2 separate regions of the Mus musculus genome follow, and region 2 is linked to region 1. The links are chromatin contacts, called in public Hi-C maps. All regions are on one chromosome and are shown on one strand. The core of a region is the stretch at or near the end of the contact, and the rest is flanking DNA. Distances in the headings are between cores, read along the strand shown.

What was found. A called contact is a pair of places that touch in the nucleus more often than the background predicts.
Region 2: a Hi-C map of the N1E-115 cell line shows a contact between it and region 1, with 4 times the contacts expected there. The contact joins the promoter of 4933408N05Rik here to the enhancer-like site in region 1. A contact is called at or near these places in 1 of 39 promoter capture datasets (liver), 6 of 484 Hi-C or Micro-C datasets (the N1E-115 cell line, cerebellar granule neurons, muscle stem cells and 3 more) and 3 of 9 other capture datasets (adipose tissue, embryonic tail and pancreatic islet).

The regions. Positions count from the first base shown.
Region 1 is chr8:114,226,231-114,231,968 of GRCm38.p6, reverse strand. Vat1l (vesicle amine transport protein 1 like) reads right to left here. Exons shown (of 9, transcript NM_173016.3): 2 at 1,634-1,763. Among named protein-coding and RNA genes, the nearest start is that of Vat1l, 23 kb to the right of the region's middle. Within about 2 kb of position 2,383, at least 4 of the 459 cell types and tissues checked have an H3K27ac peak or open chromatin away from gene starts, as enhancers often do. A contact at or near this core is called in the N1E-115 cell line, where this site is marked.
Region 2 is chr8:114,349,208-114,354,526 of GRCm38.p6, reverse strand. 4933408N05Rik (RIKEN cDNA 4933408N05 gene) reads left to right here and starts at 3,049. Exons shown (of 3, transcript NR_045831.2): 1 at 3,049-4,133. All of the region lies in intron 7 of Vat1l (vesicle amine transport protein 1 like), which reads right to left.

The sequences.
Region 1 (5,738 bases), core at 1,134-3,633:
CTTCTTCTTCTTCTTCTTCTTCTTCTTCTTCTTCTTCTTCTTCTTCTCCTCCTCCTCCTCCTCCTCCTCCTCCTCCTCCTCCTCCATCTCCTCCTCCATCTCCTCCACCTTCTCCACCTTCTCTTCCTCCTCCTCCTCCCTCTTCTTCTTCTCCTCCCTTCTCTACCCTTCTCCTTCTTCTCCTCCTCTTCTTCCTCTTCCTCCTCCTCCTCTTCCTCTTCCTTCTCCTTCTTTGTCTTCTCTGGGCTTTTCTTCTCCTATATTATTTGGGAATCTTTGACAGAAACATCTCTAAATAGCATGGGTCTTCCAGGCACTCATTGCCATTTATTTGGGACATTCAATATTTTCAGGTAGAGCAAAGTTCCAGCTGGGAAGAGGATGAGCTTCAGGCTGAAGGTCAAGTTGGAGAGACTGCTGGCATTGGATTTTTCAGGGTTCACCTTTATTTCCTCACTCTTTGCGTGTATTTTTTTTTTTTAGCATTGGGGGAGAGGGTGGGAATATGGGTCAAGGCCATGAGACTGTAGGAAGTGTCAAGTGGCTTAGGTGACTTGAATCAGGAATCAGCTTTCTTCCTTTTAACCTCATAGAGAATTACTGCACCTTGTGAAACTGAGGTGATAGTAAAAACCTTTACTGAGTGTGTGTGTGTGTGTGTGTGTGTGTGTGTGTGTGTGTGTGTGTGTGTGTGGTCCCTTGTGATTAGAAAAAAAAAGATGACTTCTCTACAAAGCTGGTACGGTGAGTTCTCAAATGTCAGCCACCAAGCCTCCCTGCTGAGATCTCAGTTATGAGTGAGAGCCCTTGAATTTGATTTGTAGTGAGTTTTCAGATTCTAAACTTGCAATTTTTATACAGCTAATGTTGCTGAGGCTTTTCATTGATGTTTATTATATCATTTGTGTTTGTGTGTGTGTGTGTGTGCGTGCGCACCACAATGCTCATGTGGAAATAAGAGAACAACATGCAGTTCTCTCCTTCAACCACGTGTGTTTTGGAGATCATCAGGCAAATCATCAGGCGTGGTGGAGAGCACCTTTATCCAATAGCCATCTGGCCGGCCGCAGGGTTTCAGTTTTTATAGACAAAATTGTATTTAGTCTGTAGGAAAAGTCATGCATGCATCTTTTTTTTTCAAAATTAAATGTTTTATTATAGAGAATTTCATATGTGTATGAAAGCAGAATAATGGAATAAACCACTTACCTGTTGCCCTCTTCCAAAGTCATTAATTTAGCACCAATTCTATCCTATTAGTAGGGGGCAAATATTTGACTTAAGGTTTTTTTTTTATAATTTAAATTCCTGCTCTATCCATTCCTAAAATAGTTCAGAATTTATAAATCGTAACTTAAAAGGTATCAACTAAGTAAATACTTTACGGAACCACATTATAAAACAAGTGACTCCATTTACTTTTGTGTTCTGGAGTTGGTTAGATGGTGGAAAATGGTGGCTACGAGATTTTTTTTTTCTGAAAGTCCTATCATTGCAAACATGGTGAATATTACCAAATAACAAAATGTCAAAATAAACCATGGCTGATATTATCTGAAATATGTTTGCACAGTTTTACTGCCTCACAGGCTCTAGAAGATTACGATGGTTGAAGTCAGACTTGAAACCATACCTCGTATCCTTTTACGCTGTCCCCCAGAGCTTCAACAATCCCAGAACATTCGAATCCTGGCACCAAGGGGGTCTTGGGAGGGTTGTCAATGTTGCCCTGTCGCACCATCAGGTCAATGAAGTTTAAGCCACTGTGAACAGCAAGCAGAAAGGTATTCAAACTGAGAGTCACTCAAAGCACTGCTCTGCATTTTCTTCCCCCCCACCACCTTCTCCCCTCCCCCCGCCTTCTCCCCTCCCCCCTCCTTCCCTCTCCTCCGTTTTGTAAAAAAATTCCTTCTTGCCAAAGTATCCCTAATAGTAATGCCACTTAGCTAGATATCAGCAATAAAACAAAATTCAATTATCTCTGTGCGGATAAGTAATGCTTTCCTGGCAGAGGAGAGAGTTGCTGCTCACCCTCTGATTCAGCCCTTTCTCCTCCCCTCAGAGTCTGTTCACGCTTAGTCTGAAAACACATATTGACTAGATTGGTCATTAGACATCCCAGCACTTAATCAAAGGCTTAAAAAACATACTAGGAAGTGGTTAGAAGCAGACACATGGAAAACAGTCAGACGCAGTGGCTACCAGTCTATCCGTGAGACAGAAAGAGAAAGGGCACCTAATTTAAAGGGCTCAAGACAACCAAACATTTCTCAATCACCATACATATTTATGCCAGCATTGTGCATAAGCAGCATCCACAATAATGAACGCGAGCCATCGAAAGACCTCAGGATTTCCTATAGGAGGAAGGTAGCTCAGAGAAGGGACATCAAACGATGGCCCTAGGGATCTGAGGGTATAGAATCTAAGCCATATCTGCATGAGAGAAGTTACAGGGTATTTCCTGTTGATTCGTTACTTTTAAAACGAGACAGTTATGAAAGTTATGTCTAAGCCACTGCCATAGGAAATCACACGCTCAATTCCACGGATGCCATCAGCACACCCAATGGCTTCGTGTTTTAGATCTATTCTTAGAGCCGCATTTAACTTCATTTGCTAACCGCATGCATGGAAGAACACATCTCATTGAAAAGGATATCTTTTATCAAGGGATACGGTTCTTAGGAGCTTCTCCTTTTCATTAGCCACCATCTGAGAAGACGAACTGTTCCACCCAGCAACCTCAGGTCTGCTAGCATCTGGCCAAGCAAAATGGCTTGAAAATTATGAGAACAGTGAGGCCTCTTTGAAGCCAGAATAGCATCTAATTCTACCTGTGTACCCTGCCCTCATGCACTGGTCTCACTCATACAGGACAGAGGAAGTCAAAGAGGATGGCTTTCTTGAAGGATGGGTTGAAAAGTCAACACTTTCTTGAGGTTCTCCTGATCATGGGTGTGGTGAGCTCCCCATCTGGCCCCAGATGGTATGGATTTTGTAAGGGGCCCTTCAGAAGGCAACTGTATGCCTCAAGAAATGTATTTGTTTCTATAGTTCCTGGCATAAAATGGTCTCACAGTCACACCATAGAGCAGGTGCTCAAATGACATCTGGGAACCAAGGAATTGTCGAGACTATGTAAAAGTTTATGCTTCTGGCTTGAAGACTTTTTTGAACTCCAGCATAATGGAAATGCTTTTTATATGAACCTTCAGATTTTCTACTTTGATGGTTAATAACGATTCCTGTCCTTTTGTTTTTCTTTTTTTAAATCAAAATGTTCTCCAGCAATAAGTCCTGTTTCTTAAGGGGCTGGGGAGATGGAATTCAAGTCTCAAGTTTACCACTTCTAACTACACAATCTTGAATAAATCAATAAGTTGGCTTCTCTGTCCTCAGTTTTCTCATCTGCGAGACAAGGATTAGGCAGCACCCATTTCACAGGCTTGTTGTAAAAATGAAGGGTCAAGCCCTGAAATGTAGCGCCAGTTCTCAAGAAACACTGGCTCAGAGCACATGTCTTTAGTTAAGAAGGCAAGAAGTATGTGTACATTTCAGGAAGCCTCACCCCTCTTTTTAAAATAAAATGTGCTAAAAAATCCATTTCAGAGCTGACACAGGACAATATCAGCTGTGTACCAACCTCACTTCTGTGAAAAGATCCATTGTCCAAAGGGTCCCTGTAGAACAGTAAAAAGAATTTCTGTCTCAAATCAAGCACTTCACCTCACCCCACGCACAGTTCAGCTCACTGCTCCCCTTTGTGTGAGAACTTACGGGTTTTCCAAGACCCTGATAGAGAAATGCCAGAAAATAATCACTCAGTCATTCTGAAAGCACAGCTGCCCCTGGAGAAGGCTCCATGTTAGATGCTGGTTGCCAGGTTTGGGAGGGTTGTCTTCAGTCACCTTCAGCACGAAGTGGGTCGGTGACTGTGAGCTGAGATCCAAGCTACTGAGCTCTCAGAAGGGCCAGGACAGACTGCTCCTACAGTAAACTATTCAGTGATTCCATCAGTCATGCGACATGCCACTGTTCCCAGGAAGCAAGTATCTATTTCAGTAAAGAAGAGGTGACCTGTCCTCTGTGGACTGCGTTTATCTGTTGCATCATACACATCCTCTTGAAGTGGATGCAGCTCGAGTTCCTTACACGTCAGATTTGTGGTTGGGACTGTACTATTTTCATTTCATTATTTTAAACTCAATGTTACTGACATGAGCAATGAATTGTAGTACCCATTTCCAAAGGAGGAAACCAGAGAGACACAGTCTAAGTCAGTATTATCTTTAAAAAAATATATATATGGATGAATTTGACTTCAAGCATAACAGAAACTTGAGTCATTATAGAATACAGCACACTATGTGTGAATGTGGTACACATGTGTGTGTGTATATGTGTGTGTGCCTGTGGTGTAGTGTATGTATGTGTGTGCATGCCTATGTGGAGGCTAGAGAACACTGGGTGGTCACCTCTATTCCACTCTAATTTATTTCCTAGAGTCATAGTCTTTCTGAATTCTAATCTATCTGGCAGCATCAAGCCCCAGTGATTCTCCGGTCCATTCTTCCCTCCGTGCTGAAGTCACAGGCATGTATAAGTCACAGCTTCTACATGGATTCGAACTCAGGTTCTCAAGATTGTAGAACAAATGTTCTCAATTGTTGGTCTCTTTCATACAAGACAGAGGAAGTCAAAGAGGATGGCTTCCTTGAAGGATGGGTTGAAAAATCAACACTTTATTGAGGTTTTCCTGGTCATGAGTGAGGTGAGTTCCCCATCTTGCCTCAGATGATCTGGATATTGTAAGGGGCCCTTTGGAAGGCAAAGGCCATCTCCCCGGCCTCCTGAATATGCTCCCCTTTATGGAAACTTCTCTACCCACCATGTTGGATGATATGACATGTTCAAGGGAAACATCTGTAACAGATTTACCTTATTCTTAATTATGTGTTTGTGTCTGCCTTTGAGTATGCTCATATGCGGCAGGCACCTGATGGACGAGCCTGGACGTGTGGGAACCCCTGATGTTGGAATTACAGGCAGTTGTGAGCCACCTGATGTGGGTACAGGGAATTGAACTGGGGTCCCCTACAAGAGCAGGATACTATCTTAACCACTGATCCATTTTCACGTGCATGCCTGATGCCCATGGAGGCCAAAAGACAGTGTTGAATCGCCTGGGACTGTAGTTAAAGATGGTTGTGAGCTATCATGTAGAACCTGGGAATCAAACCTGACTCCTCTAGAAGAACAGCCAGTGTTCTTAACTACAGAGTCATCTTTCCAGCCCCAGGAGCCATTTTTAATATGAGCAACTATATCACCCCAACAAATGGTTGTTTCCTAAAAGTTGGGAAGTGAAGAGAGCACCTTGATGTCCCACCATGCCTCCTGCCTTCTGAGTTCCTTGTTATTCTCACATCTTCCTACTAGGTTCTCTTTACTTTAATCTCCTGTGTGGTATTGGTCTCATAAAACGAATAACTACATAAGAAGCAAGTACCATCAACCACCCATTGAAACATTATTCATTTTTTTCCAGATAAAGCAATGTTGTTTAGAACTATGAAAACAAAAGCCATTGCACTTCCTGTTTTTATTTTTCATGGCCACAAAAGCAAAACAAAACAGGGGCCAATCAAGACACACAGCTTCATAATTACCGTTTCCAGTACTCTCGGAGATAACCAGATTTTTCCTTGGACACTCCTGCAGGGGAGTTGCTAAGG
Region 2 (5,319 bases), core at 1,800-4,299, 120 kb before region 1:
GGCCAGCAGAGGAGCAACTGGATCTCAGACTGCTCTGTCAAGCATCAAGTAACTAGATTTCCACTCAGTACAGAAAGAGCCCTTCAGGATATTGTACTGTTAATTAAACTCACTCACCATCTCTGTGTGGTCCCTCAGAAGATCCTTTGGAGCCTCACCTGCCTGTGTTTGGAAGGGTCAATCTGAATGATGATGGGCGTGTGGAGGGGACTGAAGGATGGGTATCATGAATTAGGGCTAGTAGGATAACCCATAACCCCAATAATTATGATGAGACCTGCCTTACAATGATATGAGTTGAAATATAGAAGCAGAGGTGTATGATGGGAACGAAGCAGGTGGGCCTGACTCATTCTTTGGGAGGAAATAGAAGCTAGTGTGAGGCAAAGGCTCACAGGAACACACATCCTTGCATTAAAATACATAAAACAGAGCTGGGAAGATGGCTCAGCAGGCAAAGGCACTTGCTGCCAAGTTCAGTGCTGAGTTCAGTTCCTGGAACCCACACGAAGAAGGAGAGAACTGACTTTTGCGAGTTGACCTATGACCTCCATTTGCAAAGCGGTATGCACATACACGCATGTGTGTTGTGCAAGTGCACATATGTGTATTATATACACATACATTAAAATAAGTTTAAAAAATGTAAAGAAACACAAAACAGTGTTCTGCCAAGTAAAAATTTAAAAAGGCAACCAAACCAGAATAGTTACATTTGGCTATGACTATAGATAAGTAAATTATGACATATGCAAAAGATATAGATATACCTTTAAAAATGATACCCACCGGAAAACTTACCAGATTATAGCTAATTTTCATTTCCTTCATTTAAATTCTTCTACTTTTTTCTTTTTAAATCTACATTAAGGAACAGGGTCTAGAGAAAGCTTGAGGGCGGACAGCCTAGAGTCTTTCTTGGAAGATGTCAGGGCAACCCCTACATAACAGAGAGCCTGCTTCATGTCTTCTACAGGGCAGAGTCAGCCTCCTGTGCCAAGTCCTTGCCGGGGTGTCCCAGCATAGGGTGCCCTATCATAGGGACACCCCCTGCTGCAACCAATTGGTCAGATGGCTCTGTTTCACTTAAGGTCTGTTCCTCTCTCTATGGGAGCCTTCTTCAGCTTAATCCTCGAGGTCACTGTTTTTCCAGTCTCAGCTTGTCCCCGGTTCTGCTGACAGATTTGGTGATATGGTTTTGGGTGTCCAGTGTTTGGGATTTGCTGAGAATTCAGAAGCCAGTGATGTGGAACTACACATCAGCTACACCTAGAGCTAAAGGAGCATTCTATAAGAGTCAGGTGTTGGCCACAAAGCAGTGCATTTGCTGCACAGTAGAGCCGGGTGAATGAAGGAGCAGAACTGCCCTTACTTTGCATACATAGAGAATGGGAACCAGGGAGGTGAATCCGCCTATGGTTGTTGATGTGGCAGAGAGAAGAGCTGTGAGTTCAGCCTAAAACACTGATAAAATAGGTACATTTGGGGTCCAGCGAGATGGCTCAGTGGGTAAAAGTGCTTGTTGCATAGGCCTGGAAACCCAAATTCAGTTCCCCAAATTTGTCTCATGGTGGGAGGAGTTGTCTTCTGACCTTTACGTATGTAGTGCATGTGCGCGCGCGCACACACACACCATTCTCTTTCTCTTCCTTTCTCTCCTTCCCTCCCTCTCCTCTCCTTTCTTCCCTCTTTCTCTCACTTTTTCTCTTTTACACACACGTGATAATTAATAATAATAATAATAATAATAATAAATATATGCATACAGATTAATATCAATACCTGAGACTTATCTTAACTACTAGGGACTGTAAAGGAAGGAGGCATAAGTGTTCATCACTGTGGGAACAAGGGTATCAATATTCCATTACTGATGCTTTTGAATGTGATTTAAACATTCCAAAAGGTTTATAAAATGTGAGCTTCGGTCATTCTTCCCAAGCAACGACTATAACAAGGACTTGAGTACCCAAGTTCTTATCCACGCTGTCAGATTGTGATGATGATGTTATAAAGGATTTGGGCTCCTTACACAGCCAAGGCTTAGAGATGTGTTATTCCCATCTCCCCAGAGAAAGATGTGCCTTTTCCGTCAACCAGTCCACCTTGGCCAAGGTATAAACTTCAACCAGCTCTCTGCCAGGCAGCAAGCACAGATGAATGCTTGCAACAGCAGCATACCCTGGAAAAGCCTACAGGCTGGGAGAGGAGGGAGGGGGCCAACGAGACAGTCAATTCCCAGAGAGTGTGGGAAGAGCTACGTTCTCAGAATGAGTGAAGAGGCGTGGGAGCCCAGGGGAGGAAATGACTCAATTTGGAGAAAAGTGGCGTTCCGCGCTGGGGTTTCAGGAGTGGAGAGGCGTTTCCGGAAGAGAAGCTGTGTACGGTCAGACCTGAGTTCTGAAGAGGAGTAGGTGGCTCAGTCAGGGAAATGGGAGTGGGGGTGGCGCCTTGCTTCCTGGAGGGGGTGGGGGGCACCGTTGAAGCATGCAGGGGCGGCTCTGTGAGGAGTAGTGAGGTGCGGTGAGGGAATCAGGAAGACTTTCCTGAGGGCAATGTTGACAGGTGAAGAAATTCGGAGTCCAGTGAGGACAGGAAGTGAGGGATGCTTGAGGGGAGGAGCTGACAAGATCTGAGGTGTACAACTAGACCCTGTCTTTAGGATCATTTTGGGTAGTCAGACAATTCCCCCAAGTGGTGGAAAGGATTCTGCACAGTGATCTGTGTTTTGGAAGAGCCTGTCAGGGAGAGATGAAATCTGAGTAATTTGGTTTATTGCCATTTGTTTCCATTAGTGCTGGAAACAGATGGTCTCATCAGCCTTATGTTGCCCTTGTCAGCATCTGTGTGACTCCAAGGTCTAATTTTTAATTATCCCTGACCATTGGCAGGGACATGAAGGGGAAACGGGAAAGTTCCAACCCTTAAAAAAAAAAAAAGAAAAGAAAAGAAAAGAAAAGGTTTCCTTTGCATCTTTTCTGCTTGCCTATCAGTTATTTTTTCTTTTAACCACCGAGGAATATCTATTAGCCTGGGTTCTATGTTGCCATGGTATCAAGACCAAACAAACCTTAATATATAGGGAATCCAAGGGTACAGTCGAAGGAGACACTGTCTTCCAGCAACTGGGCGATGTGTTGGCAGAGCCTTGTCAGATTGAACACTGGTCCTAAACTGGGATTCATAGGTGGTCAGAGCAGACTTCGTGTAAAAGCGTGGCTGGTGGATAATAGAGCTGGTGGCCCTCTAGAGCCACGAGGAAGAGAACAGGTTTGGGAAATTTCGCACAGCCAAGAGTTTGGTAGGAATTGTTAGGAAGTCAGGCAGCAATTCCTCCAGATTAATAAGAAGCGAGCCTTAGCTACTCTAAGCAGTGTTAACAGCTGTTTGTGGGGCCTAGAGAGATTGCTTAGCAATGAAGAGTGCTTGCTGAATTTGCAAAGCATCTGAATTTGGTTCCTCACTCCAGCATCCAGTAGCTAACAACTAGCTCCAGCTCCGGCTCCAGCGGCTGCCTCTGAGGGCGTATATGTATATGTATATGTATATGTATATGTATATGTATATGTATATATACATACATATATATGTATATATACACACACATACATACACACACATATATATGTATATATATACATATATATACACATATATATACATATATATATATATACATATATATATACATATATATATACATATATATATATGGTCTATGTTTTCAGAAAGTATAGAGACAAAGGTTCTTGGGGGAAAGTGCTCTTGTGTGTGTGTGTGCGAGATGTGTCTGTGTAACAGGGTTCTGTGTTGCTCAAACTGACATTGTACTTGCATTATTGAGTGCCTGGTGTGGTGGTTTGAATAGGAATGCCCCCCCCCCCCGACTTGTGGATTTTAAAACCTGGTCACCAGGGCATGCCACCATTTGAAAGGATTAGGAGATGTTGGAGGAAGTGTGTCAATGGAGGTAGGTTCTGAGGGCTCAAGGACCCAAGTTAGGCCCAGCATCTTTTTCTTCCTACTGCCTGTGGATCTGGCTGTAGAACTCTGAGGGTCTTCTCTAGCACCACGGCTGCTTATATGTCACCACGCTACCTCCTATGACCACAATGGACTACACCTCTGAAACTGTAAGCAGGCCCCATTTAAGTGCTTTCCTTCATAAGAGTTGCCGTGGTCATGGTTTCTCTCCACAGTGGCAGAACTCTGACTAAGACACCTGGCTTTAATATTTTTTTTTTTAAAAATCACTTCTTTATAAGATGTATTTTCAGTTTTTGACTATCTTTCACACACAAAGAACTGCTTTTATTCTGATATTTTCTACATCGATTTTGTCATACTCCATTCTTATCCAGCCTTGCCATTTTCTTTCACCACCTCTATTTTGTAGAGGTCAGGTCTTCACCCCCACCCCTATTGTAGAATACTGGCCTCTGAGCAAAGCAGGCGCTGCCTTCATTGAATTGCTTGTGCCTGCTTGCAAGAGACCATCATTCCCTCAGAGAAGGGGGGGCTTTGGGCCACCACCTGAGATTCCAGATGCCCTTCTCAGCATCTGCATGTAATCCTGCCCTAACTGCACATGGTCTTTGGGGGTGGGGGACATCTCTGGGGTGCCAGAGTATACAGGATGGGGGAGGTTAATTGAAGAGGGGCTCTATCCATGGATCAGGTGGGAAGCTGAATGAATTCCCCCAGGACGTCTGCTTTGGCGTCTGTAGTGGCTATTCCTGGTTGTCTACCATCTACATCTGGAATGAACTACAATCCAGAATTGGAAGCCTCACCAGTGAGCCTAACCTGGAGGCTGGGAGATACAAGTTTCTGACCTGGATCTTAGCATGGAGATCTTGAGGCATAGTGGCTATGAATTAATCCCAGAAGATTAAGACAGGGAGATATCAAAATTCCTGAATAGAACAGCAATGGCTTGTGCTGTAAGATTGAGAATTGACAAATGGACCTCATAAAATCGCAAAGCTTCTGTAAGGCAAAAGACACTGTCAATAAGACAAAAAGGCCACCAACAGATTGGGAAAGGATCTTTACCAATCCTAAATCAGATAGGGGACTGATATCCAATATATATAAAGAACTCAAGAAGATGGACTCCAGAAAACCAATTAACTCTATTAAAAAATGGGGTACAGAGCTAAGCAAGGAATTCTCAACTGAGGAATACCGAATACTAAGAAGCACCTGAAAAAAATGTTCAACATCCTAAATCAACAGGGAAATGCAAATCAAAACAACCCTGAGATTCCACCTCACACCAGTCAGAATGGCTAAGATCAAAAATTCAGGTGACAGCAG